Linked DNA regions of Sus scrofa: all the other regions are linked to region 1. A link is a contact called in public promoter capture Hi-C data. All regions are on one chromosome and are shown on one strand. Each heading gives the region's core, a stretch centred on a gene start, on an enhancer-like site or on the middle of the called end of the contact. The rest is flanking DNA. Distances are from core to core; before and after follow the strand shown.

Region 1 (2,828 bases), core at 18-2,517:
GGTTGCGGGTTCGATCCCTGGCCTTGCTCAGTGGGTTAAGGATCCGGCGTTGCCGTGAGCTGTGGTGTAGGTCGCAGACGTGGCTCAGATCTGGCATTGCTGTGGCTCTGGCGAAGGCCGGCAGCTACAGCTCCGATTAGACCCCTAGCCTGGGAAACTCCATGTGCCGCAGGGAGGGGCCCAAGAAATGGCAAAAAAAACCAAAAGTAAATAAAACCAGGTTCTTTAACATTCACTCCCCGTTTTGGTACTGCAGAGTGGTTTCCAAGATTTGCTAGACATCTAGGATCCCTCACCCTTTAAAAACAAACACACACACATTTCCTGAAGACTGCCTGCAAACTTCTCCTCAGAAGTCATAGAGCTTCCAAGGAGAGGCAAAAGCAGTGTTACGGCCTCAATTTAGAATCTTCAACAATTTTTTTCAGATACAAGATTCCCTTAGTTGAAGCTATTAAACTATCAGATCGGAATCACCTTAAACAGTCTTTTCTCCAGTTCTCCCCATCTCCTACTGCTCTCCAAAGCTGTCTTTCAGGTGCCAAAATGGAGGAATGCATCAGTATGTTTTCCTTGCTGGTCAGAGGTTTTCTTTGGGGACATAGAGCCTGCGGCTTTGCAGTCACAGGAGCAGGGTTTGGTGCAAAGACAGGGCTCTCATTCTCAGGGTCACAAGGGACAGGAGAGAAAGGAGCCACAGAGGAGCAGGCTGCCAGCGGTTTCCTCCTGCAGAGGAGCCGGTGCACGGGGAGGGGGAAGGGAAGTCGCACCGCGTCCAGCTCCAGCCTCAGCGGGCCTGAGCACTCCTGGGAATGACTGACCCCTTCAAAGGCCCGGTCAATGGCCGCAGTCAGCTCCTTTCTGCATCTTCTCAGTTTTTCAGACATCTCCCTTAAAAGCGACCCGTCTTTATTGTGTAATTCACTGGAAATGCACAGAGCAATGTGAGAATACTGTTACATATGAGGAGGTAAACCACCCCCGAATGTGGTGTTCGCCACAGTTTCTGATTTCCTTGAGTTTGACGCACGACACAGGCCAGAGAGCAGGGGAACACTCCCGGCGCTGCCCTCCCACCCTACCCGTAGGGGCGGGTGAGGCCCGCAGTTCTCGGGGAGTAACCTGCGATCGATCGGACTAGAGCCCTGGCCCTCGGCTCAGCCCGCAAAGCCTTCCCTCTCAGGCCCTGGCCCACCTCCACACCGCACCCCGGCCGGCCCTCAGGCGCAGACCCGCAGCCGCGTCCTCACCAAGCAGCGAGCGAGTGAGACTGCACCACCTCCCCTGCCAACGGTCGCCCGCGTGACCAGATCGATGACGGAAGGCCCAACCCCCACGGCTCAGGTGAAAGGTCAAACAAAGAAACAAAAAAAGACCCGGATGACCTTGTTCTTAGAACTCACGCAGACTGAAGGGGAAGGGCCCCAGTGACGAGTGAACAACGGGTTCCTCACCGCGATGAAATGGGTCATGGGAGCGTGGTGGGGCAGGGGTGGAGAGAACTGGCTGGTTCTAACCGAAGTCAACGCCGGGAAAAGTTTCTCTTCTCAACCCACCAAAGGTACTGTATGGGACACAGTACCCAGCAGTTTCACATACTGACTTCTAAGTGATATCTAATAAAAATGTCACAGGGTATCACACTGCCTCAATTCATCAAGGATGCTGGGAGACATGACACAAGTACAAGGTTCCATAGGCGATTAAGGGGCAGGAAACCCTAATACCAAATATCTTCATTTCATTAGGGAGAAGAAAGCTGGAAATTCCATGACTCAAAGGGATACAAAAATGCATCTCAGTGGCTAATTTTTAGAGAATGATAAACCCATCTCAGTGCACAGTAAGGGAGAAGGGGATGACATCAAGTTTACTCGAGGCTTAGTTTACTGCAGGCAGACTACTGGGGGGACCAGTAATCAGCACCAGAATTAGAAATCCAAGAACTCAGGGCAGCTCGTGGCAGGTCTTCATGGCTGCACCAAACTCAATTACAGTGTGTTCCTCTCTGTTCTTTGGAATCCATCAGATATACTCCATTGTGCTACACCCCCAACCCCCACTCTGCAGCTCCAAAGGCTTACAGAAATTTCTCGCCACCTATATAGAAAGAAAAATAATTCAGCCTCTTGGTATAACCCTTCTGAGCAAAAACGGTCTTTTTTTTCCTTCTGTTCATAAGAGAAGGAAATTTCCTCATCTGGTTTTTAGAGGAAACACTAGCAGTCTTCAGTGTCAAAGGTGTTCTCCTGGGGGATTACACTGGTGCTGTGGTGCAGGGTCATGAAGCAACATCAGTTGGTGTCCATGCTGCAAGTCTCATCATCCCCCATGCCTTGCTGTGAGCTTCCTGGTCTCGTTCCTCCATCAGACGATCCAGGAAAACTGAGTGAAGGTGCCTTATAAAACTCATCATCTCGACGCTGGTAAAATAGCACGTAAGCTGCTTTTGTCTAAAACACAAGAGGGGAAATGTCCATTCACTGGTTGGAAAAATCACCCATTTCCCCCCACCTTTTCTCTGTTCAAAACACACCTCTCTCAAGGATCTTTCCCTGTTCAGCCACACACTGAAGTGACCGAGTGCTCATGCCGACCCTGGTCACAGAGGGTCCTTTGACAGATAGGGGAGGAGAGTGGAGCATCTCATTTAGGAAGGGTCCTGGAAGAGAATGGCAGCCAACTCTTTCTCTACCACACTTAGCTCCTCCTATTCCATCAGGATGACTAAATAACCAAATAGTCCAGGAGACTCTTCCCCCATCTAATCTCTAAAGGTAAGAGTAGGAACCAGATTATCAGAGCCTACTCACCACTATCTGATCCTC
Region 2 (2,835 bases), core at 29-2,528, 180 kb after region 1:
GCTAAATTTCAGAGCTGGATTTTTTTTTTTTTTTTTTTTTTGTCTTTTGTCTTTTTGTTGTTGTTGTTGTTGTTGCTATTTCTTGGGCTGCTCCCTCGGCATATGGAGATTCCCAGGCTAGGGGTTGAATCGGAGCTGTAGCCACCGGCCTACGCCAGAGCCACAGCAACGCGGGATCCGAGCCGCGTCTGCAACCTACACCACAGCTCACGGCAACGCCGGATCGTTAACCCACTGAGCAAGGGCAGGGACCGAACCCGCAACCTCATGGTTCCTAGTCGGATTCGTTAACCACTGCACCACGACGGGAACTCCCAGAGCTGGATTTTTTAAAGTTTTAATATCTAAAGAATGATTTGGGGATTTTCCTTAGTCTTTTTTTTTTTTTTTTTTGTCTTTTTGCCATTTCTTGGGCCGCTCCCACGACATATGGAGGTTCCCAGGCTAGGGGTCGAATTGGAGCTGTAGCCGCCAGCCTACGCCAGAGCCACAGCAACGCGGGATCCGAGCCGTGTCTTCGACCTACACCACAGCTCATGGCAACACTGGATCGTTAGCCCACTGAGCAAGGCCAGGGATCGAACCCGCAACCTCATGGTTCCTAGTCGGATTCGTTAACCACTGCGCCACGACGGGAACTCCCCTTTTTTTTTTTTTTTTTTTTTTTGTGGATTTTCCTTAGTCTTTACTTCTTTTTCTGGTCTGTATGAAGTTTGGAGCCCATGAATTTAAGTTTAAAGAATCAAAGGGAAGGAGTTCCTATCATGGTGCAGTGGAAATGAATCTGACTAGTATCCATGAAGATGCAGGTTCGATCCCTGGTCTTGCTCAGTGGGTTGGGGATCCAGTGTTGCCATGAGCCATGGTATAGGCCACAGATGAGGCTTGGATCCCACATTGCTGTGGGTATGGTGTAGGCCAGTAGCTGCAGCTCTGATTCCACCCCTAGCTTGGGAACTTCCATATGCTAGGGTGAGGCCTAAAAAAAAATATCACAGGGAGTTCCCATTGTGGCTCAAGGGTTATGAACCTGACTAGAATCTATGAGGATGCAGGTTTGATCCCTGGCCTCATTCAGTGGGTTAAGGATCTGGTGTTGCCACAAGCTGCTGTGGAGGTTGCAGATGAGACTGGATCAGGTGTTGCTGTGGCTGTGGGGTAGTCTGGCAGCTGCAGCTCTGATTCAAACCCTTCCATATGCTGCAGTTGTGGCCCTAATAAGAAAAGTAAAAGAATCGCAAACAGGTATGTGCATTTGGGAGATGGGTCATTCTTTTTTTTTTTTTTTTGCTTTTTAGGGCCGCACTGGTGGCATATGGAAGTTCCTAGGCTAGGGGTCAAATCAGAGCTACAGCTGTCAGTCTACGCCACAGCCACAGCAATACCGGATCTGAGCCTTGTCCGTGACTATAACATGGCTCACAGTAAAGCAGGATAGCACACTCACTGATAGAACCTGCATCCTCACGGATACTAGTTGGATTCACTAGTTGGATTCGTTTCTGCTGAGCCTAAAGGGGAACTTCCGGGGCATTCATTTTTTCTCTCTCTGGAGTCTGCTTCTCCCAGTCTTTCCTAAGGAGAGGAAGAAAGCAGGGGAAACCCAGTTCCACCAGGATCCCATGAGCAACCTCTGGCAGGCAGTAGCCAATTCTGTGTTCAGAATGTAATAGCTGACAAGAGTGCGGGCCTGGAATTCCAGCCTGGCCACAGGCCCAGGAAGGGATGGACACATTCTGCACAGGGAACAGAGTCCACCACAGGTCCCATACCCCGACCCGTTGAGTAATTGTTCAGGTCTAGTAACTGAAGCATCTGAGGCCTTTGAGGTGTGGGGGGGTGGCTAGGTAAGCCCTAGGGACAGTGAGAGCGTCTGTAGGAGCCTCCCCTTTAAGGGAGACAGACCTCAGCAGTAACTACCCGCCTTTCTTCCCCCCACCCCCTGAAAGAATGCGGGCCTTGAGTGAGTGACCAGAGCCAGCGGGTCAGAGCTATTTCTGGCGCCTGAGGAGCATCGGATTCCGGGTGTTGAGGGCAGGAGGAGGGGACGAGGGTCAGGCCCGAGCCACTTCCTGGACGCCCCCGCCTGCTGGGGGCACCCGGAGAGGGGCGCGGCTCCCTGCCCTTCCGGTCCTCGCCTCAGTTTCCTCATTAGTATAGGAGGCGGGCAACCGGGCCATCATCGTTTGCAATTTAGAGGACGCTTCCTGAGTGTTTTCTTGGCTTAGAAGTACCTGATCTGCGTTAGAGAGAAATCAGCAGGGCCAAAGGCAGTCTATGGATGGCTAGTTGCGGCAGGGCCAGTCATTAAGCCTGACCACCCGGGTAGGTTGGATGATTCTCAGCGGCTCAAATGCCTGAGGTTGGGCGCGGCGCCCCTCCCCCGCTCCCAGGTCTGAGAGCTCCCCGAGACGCGGACAGCTTGGGGCGTGTTCTAGGGGCGGACTTGGCTCGCCGCGGGGCGGGATTTCCAGGATGGGGCGTGTCTTTTCGGGTGGGGGCGTGGCGGGCCAATAGGCAGAGCGACGCTGGCGCGGGCGGGGGCGGAGCCTTTGCGCGGGTGCGGCGCTCTGCGGGGCGGCCGACGCAGGCAGAAGCGGGCGTCGCGGGGACTGTCGGTCGGCGCCGCACGGAGCTGGCCGCGGGATTGGCTGCAGCACTCGCGTGTCAGGGGGTTGCTAGGCTCCGGCCGCGCGCCCCGCCCTCGCGCTCGGCGCCCTCTCACCGCTCGGTACGTGCTCGCGCTGAGGCTGCGGTGCGGCGCTCGCGCTCCTTGGGCTCGGCGGCGGCGGCGCGGCAGCGGCAGCGGCAGCGGCAGCGGCAGCATTGCTCCGA
Region 3 (2,868 bases), core at 3-2,502, 190 kb before region 1:
CTGAAATTCTGGTGTACAGTTGTGGTGAATGAAGCCAATACCACCTGTAAGCTGTAGCAGATGCCAAAAGAAAATAGGGAAACAGGGACAAAGAAGAGTGGCATCACTGTATGCCTTTGACAAGAGATGGGACCCCTGCTTCTGCCCTCATATGTGACAATGCTCACCGCCATTGCTATGGCCATCCCAGCCTCTGTGACTGTGTCCATGGGTGAGGAAACCAGTGGGGTCTTCAGAGTGATCTTTTTAGTCAGAGCAGAGGTGAGGTCCTAAAGAAATAAGGCCAACTAATATGCAAAAGCACCTCATATACTTCAGGTCAGTGCCACGTTCCCCACAAAACAAGTGCCCTTTATGACCTGCATGCCAGTAAGACTCTTCCCTTCCATAGAATCCACCCCCAAACCCAAACTGGTGAGGTAGCCAAAGGGGACAGCAGCAGCATCTTACCTAAACTTTACACCCATCCAACTCCTGTCCATACTCACCACTTGGTCTGCTGTGAAGTCGATATACCCAGGGAGAATGAGAAAGTCACTAAAGGGGAGGGGAAATGGGAGTAAGGGTCAGGATTACAGCAGCCTGAAACACCATCCCCAATAGATCATCTCTTAAGGCATTTGAGCAGAGAGGACAATGAACTAGACCGAGTATCACAGGCAAGGCAGAAAAGAAGGTAGAGATGGAGACAAGGGACCTTTTCTGCCACCTAGCTGTCATCGGCGCCCCTGGAACCCTGACAACTCCATGTGCCCGGAGATTGGAATTTCTAGCCTGAAATGCCAAGCACTACCAAGATGCCTCCTCCATCCCGCCCGCTTCAAACGGAACCTCAGAGATGTGTGGTAATTTCCTGAACCTGTCTCCCACGCCTGAGTCCAAGTAGGCTCAAAGGAAGCCCCACCCGGCCTCCCAACCCAGCGCGCCGCCCCTCTCCTCGCCCAGGTGAGGCCGCTAAGCCCGCACTTGTACGTGAGGCCGTCCCCGCAGTTGAACAGCTGCTGAGCCGTGAGCCCGTCGTCCGGTACGTAGGACGTGCCCCCACTAATCAGGTAATCGGCCATGGTTAACGCGGGGGCTAAGCCGCGTGTCTCCGAGGACCGCGCCGCAGAGGCCTCTGCCTTCTGGGCCGCGCCAATATAAACCAGCCGAAATCGTCACTGCGCCCTGCGCGCCGCTGACGTCAGGACGCAGCACGCACAGGCGGAGCCCACACGCCTTTAGGGCGGAGCTGGCGGGAGGAAACGCAAGCGCAGAGCATGCTCTAGCTGCGTCGCCTGGTAGAGCTGTTCCCCTATCGCTACCCGCTCCCGCAAGACCTTGCCCCTTTAAATTAACAAGCAAGGCTTTGCTGCCACTGTCCCCCCAGCTTCCTCCCAAATAAAGAGACGTTGTTCACTAGCATGTTGAAAAGACGTGCTTGTCATTCTTAATAAACAACTAGATTAAGAATACATAAGAGAAACAGAGTGGTATCTTTATATGATACACAAGTGTATGTTACAAGAATTCCATCAGGCACAGGAGCCTCAGGTTTAAGGCCTCAATGTTAGGCCAAAAAAAAAAAACCAAAAAAAAAAAACCAAAAAAAAAAAAAAGGTAAAGTTTTTACTTTAACATCTAAAATGTCATTTGTCATAAAGAAGGGTGTAATAGAAATTGTCTTTAATAAATCATAATTGAAGTTCCCCTCATTTTCCTTCCATTAAGATGCTAGGTTTATGTCTGAGCATGAAGAAAGAAAAGGCCATGGCTCGCTCCCCTGTGGTCAGCAATGTCTGCCAGTCATAATGGAAGCCAGCTGGAGAGATCTCTCTGTAGGGTCCATCCATCATTAATTCCATCTTTCTGGAGGAAGGATAAGGGGCCACATTTCTCTTAACAGTCCAAGCCCTTTCCTCAGGCCCCAAACAAAAAAAGTCAGCCAGCAACTTTCTAGAACATCTGGCTCTCAGGAAACCCAGAGCCCCCATGGGCTGAGGAGTCTGCCACAGCAGGTTTATGAAGATGCACGGGGGCAAAGTTTCCTTTTACATTTTAAACAGAAGCAGTCTGAAAGGCTTCATAACTACACCAATAAAAAAGAAAAGAAAAAAATGGAGGCCTCTTCTTTAGTGTGAAAGTCTGTCCGTTTTTTCCTGGATCGTCTCCCTTGAACCACGGCTGAGGGATCTCAGTGCATGGTGCTTGCATTAGCCACTGCTATGGCCTCCTGAATTTCTCGTATCACCAGGATTCGAGTCAGCATCTGTCCCATCTGCTCTCTGCTGATAGGCTGGACCGAGTACCAGATTGGGCTGTTGGGAGCCACCACCGGCTCTGGCGTCAGGTAAAAGGTGTCATTCCGGCCTTTCACACTCTGAGGGCTGAAGGATATATGGGTGAAAGCTGGGTGAAACCACCATAATCTCAACCCTCCCACCTTGAACCTCCTAGACAAATGCTCTCCAAAAGATAGGAAGTTCTGGAAGGTAGTCACACAGTTCCTCAATTCCATGCAGCCAACACACACTACCTCTAGGACATCCCTTTGGAGTTACTGCAAATGCCACTGACAGGGTGCCTACCTTCTGCTCCTCCCTCACATGCTGCCAGGTGTGATTCTTCTGACTTGGACTCCCAGGGTTCATCTACTTGAGTCCATCCAATCTCACTAGAAACCAACTTCACCACTCAGAAGGTCTGTCTTCAAGAAAACAGCTTATGCTGTTTCCTCTACCTCATCCATTGATAATTTCTCAATTTCCCCAGAGGGACTCTGACTTCTCAGCTTCACTGTGATGCTGGGGGCCTGTATCTGGACTCAAAGCCCCTCAATATTGGGCTGTACTTCTCTTAACTCTTAAATACTTAGCACAAGTTATCCTC
Region 4 (3,032 bases), core at 399-2,898, 160 kb after region 1:
CTGAGTCCCAGCTGACCTGGTGCTTGAACAGCGATACATACTCCTGGGCTCCCTCCTCACTGTGTGGGTCGGGCATCAGGCAATAGTCCCGCAGGCAGGTCACCCACTTGGCCGGAGTGTGTGTCGAGGTGTGCTGGCGAACACGGATGGTCAGAAAGGCCGTGTAGTAATTCTTAAACATGATCTCCTGCAACTAGAGCACACACAACCCACCATGACAAATCAGACCCAGGCCCAAGGCCTGAAGGGTTCAAAGTCGCCCTCTCCTCCTCCACCTTGGAATGTACTCCTCTACCAATCTAACAATTTCAACAAGAATCCACTGGGGCCTTAAAAAATTTTGCTTTCCTAGAACTCATAGTCCAAATGAGCACATCATGCAAACAAACCATGACCTCAGATCTTGCCACATGTCCAAAATGCTGCCAGAGGTCAAAGCCCTAACTCTAGAGGAGGTAGAAAATGTACAGATGAGTTCATCAAATGGACCAGGAAAAGGAGAAAATGTAAACATAGCATATACAAAGAAGCACCAAGTGGTGACAGATCCTGGCACCTGGGACAGTGGTTCGGCCTAGCTACAGCAGTTCTCATCACTGGATACTCATCAGAATTAACCAAGGAAAAAATTTTTTTTGAAAATTAAAAAAATATATAGCTATACAGGCTCCACTCCAGACCAAATGAATCAGGATTTCCAGAGTTGGGCCCTTTAATAAAATCTCTCAGCTTAGAGTAAGGAACAGCTTGGGGAAGAACCATATACTATAAGTCAAAGTGCACATGTGGAGAAGCAAATAGGGCACAGACACAGAGTGGCCCTGAATGTTAGGCCATTAGAAAGTGGGCTTTGTCCTCTTGATTTCTGCATTGTCCAGTCACTCTGCCAGCAAAAGTAGAAGAGCAACTGGAGACTGGTAACTGGAGCCACTGGGAAAATCCCAATGAGGGATGAGTTGATCCTGACCTCCAGCAGGGACTGTAGGTCTGGGCAGGAGGCATTTTTGTGGGTTTGTTGTTTGTTTGTTTTTGCATACTCCCTAGGTATGCCTAAGTTTCTGGGCCAGGGAGCAAATAGAGTCAGCAGCGACAACCGCCAGATCCTTAACCCGCTGCACCTCAAGAGAACTCCCTTAGCCTACTACGTTGCCACTTCTGTGCCAGGGCTGTTCTGGACACTGGGAAGAGATGTTGAAGAGAACAGAAGAGGAAGCTGTGTTACAGTAAATACTTGTTAACTGAAGAGATAAACAAATAGTTAACTGATTCTTTAGGGCGAGGGCTCTGGAGAGGCTTTCAGTAAAAGATTAGATGCCTGGGACACGCCCGAGTTCCCCAGATAGGCCCCGCCCAGGAGCCCGGGTCGCGCCCACAGGGCTTGCTCACCTCGAAGGGCGCGACGCTGGGGAAGGTGACATCGATGACCAGCACGCCAGGCCGGCCTTGGGAGGTCCGCACGTCCCCCACCTGCAGGGCCACAGTGCCTTTCACATGGCAGGGCACGGACACGCGGGACATGGTGCCAACGACCAGGACCAAACACAACTGCCGCTCCTGGCTTTGGACCAATGGTCCTTCCCTGCGTCCCAGCCGAGCCCCAAGAACTACAACTCCCGAGAGGAATCGTGCTGGGCCAGCCCAGCCAATGACCGATGCTCGGGGCGGGCCGGGAGTCGGAAGTGCCTGCGGAAGTGCTCCTTCAGCCAATCACCGAGAGAGCCTTGGAGACGCGCCGCAGCCATTGCTCAGAAATGGCTTAGCTAGCCTGGATGCAATATCGGGCTGGGCCCTCTGTCCACCGCAAGTACTTCTATGCAAGGCGGACGTCTTTCAGAACTCGTAAGCCATGAGCATGAATGAGTATAGGTCCTAGGCGACTTTAGTTGCAAATATAGATATTAACCCTTTTTTTTTAATAGGCAAAGGATTTGAAGGGATAATTTACAGAAGATAGATAAATAGCCAGTATGCCCGTGAAAATATGTTTAACATGATTATTCACGAGGGAAACATAAATTAGAGACCTCACACACACCCACTAAACGCCAGTAAGCAGGCTAAAATTAAAGACTGACAAGAATGTGGAACAAGAATGTGGAATCCACTGATAATTAACTGGTACTTCGAAAAGCGGTTTAGCCATTCTTTTTTTGTTTGTTGGTTTTTGTGCCATTTCTTGGGCCGCTCCCGCGGCATATGGAGGTTTCCAGGCTAGGGGTCCAGTCGGAGCTGTGGCCACCGACCTACACCAGAGCCACAGCAACGTGGGATCCCAGCCGCGTCTGCGACCTACACCACAGTTCGCGGCAACACCGAATCCTTAACCCACTGAGCAAGGCCAGGGACCGAACCAGCAACCTCATGGTTCCTAGTCGGATTCGTTAACCACTGAGCCACGATGGGAACTCCCAGTTTAGCCATTCTTTAAGAACTAAATTTATACCTATAATATGATGCAGCCTTTGCACTCATTAGTGTTTACCCAAGAGAAATGAAAGCACATGTCCATCCAAGGGCTTTATTCACAATAGCCAGAAGTTGGAAATAATCCAAATGTCCAACAGATTAGCTAATTGTGGTATGTCCACACAATGGAACACTACTCAACAATAAAAAGAAATGAACAAAGCCATGTGTCTATCAACAGATGAATGAGTAAACAAAATGTAATTATATAAGATGGAATTATTCAGCCTTAAAAAGGAATGCAATTCTGATGTATGCATCAACATGCATGAACATTGAAAATATTATGCTCAGTGAAAAAACAGACATAGAAGTACAAATACTGTATGATACCACTTATGTTAGGTACCTAGACTAGTCAAATTCATACAGTAAGTAGAATAGAGGTTGCCAGGGGCTATGGGCAGGGGAAATGGTTATCGTTTAATAGGTACAGAGTTTCAGTTTAGGATGGATAAAAAAATTCTGGAAATAAGTGTTGATTACACAGCACTATGAATATATGTAAAACCAGTGAACGATAGGAGTTCCTGTCGTGGCACAGCAGAAACAAATCCGACTAGGAA

The links. Promoter capture Hi-C pulls out the DNA fragments that hold promoters and counts their contacts.
Region 2: a contact with region 1 is called in a promoter capture Hi-C map of liver, with 3 times the contacts expected there. The contact joins the promoter of DAG1 here to the promoter of C13H3orf62 in region 1. A contact is called at or near these places in 2 of 5 promoter capture datasets (fetal liver and liver), 1 of 47 Hi-C or Micro-C datasets (retroperitoneal adipose tissue) and 2 of 2 datasets of contacts at active chromatin or transcription factors (alveolar macrophages and skeletal muscle).
Region 3: a promoter capture Hi-C map of fetal liver shows a contact between it and region 1, with 2.7 times the contacts expected there. The contact joins the promoter of IMPDH2 here to the promoter of C13H3orf62 in region 1. A contact is called at or near these places in 2 of 5 promoter capture datasets (fetal liver and liver), 1 of 47 Hi-C or Micro-C datasets (embryonic fibroblasts) and 2 of 2 datasets of contacts at active chromatin or transcription factors (alveolar macrophages and skeletal muscle).
Region 4: a promoter capture Hi-C map of fetal liver shows a contact between it and region 1, with 2.4 times the contacts expected there. The contact joins the promoter of NICN1 here to the promoter of C13H3orf62 in region 1. A contact is called at or near these places in 1 of 5 promoter capture datasets (fetal liver), 1 of 47 Hi-C or Micro-C datasets (retroperitoneal adipose tissue) and 2 of 2 datasets of contacts at active chromatin or transcription factors (alveolar macrophages and skeletal muscle).

Annotation. Positions count from the first base shown.
Region 1 is chr13:31,847,558-31,850,385 of Sscrofa11.1, forward strand. C13H3orf62 reads right to left here and starts at 1,268. Exons shown (of 4, transcript XM_013981667.2): 1 at 1,196-1,268; 2 at 478-924. The coding sequence starts at 887. It overlaps USP4 (ubiquitin specific peptidase 4), which reads right to left. Exons shown (of 22, transcript NM_001243188.1): 21 at 2,814-2,828; 22 at 1,698-2,453. The coding sequence ends at 2,295.
Region 2 is chr13:32,026,741-32,029,575 of Sscrofa11.1, forward strand. It overlaps DAG1 (dystroglycan), which reads left to right and starts at 1,279. Exons shown (of 3, transcript XM_021068744.1): 1 at 1,279-2,325.
Region 3 is chr13:31,662,408-31,665,275 of Sscrofa11.1, forward strand. IMPDH2 (inosine-5'-monophosphate dehydrogenase 2) reads right to left here and starts at 1,253. Exons shown (of 15, transcript XM_005669533.3): 1 at 967-1,253; 2 at 489-537; 3 at 168-269; 4 at 1-51. The coding sequence starts at 1,064. QRICH1 (glutamine-rich protein 1) reads right to left here. Exons shown (of 10, transcript XR_002337951.1): 10 at 1,405-2,366.
Region 4 is chr13:32,005,618-32,008,649 of Sscrofa11.1, forward strand. NICN1 (nicolin-1) reads right to left here and starts at 1,649. Exons shown (of 6, transcript XM_021068737.1): 1 at 1,387-1,649; 2 at 17-193. The coding sequence starts at 1,518.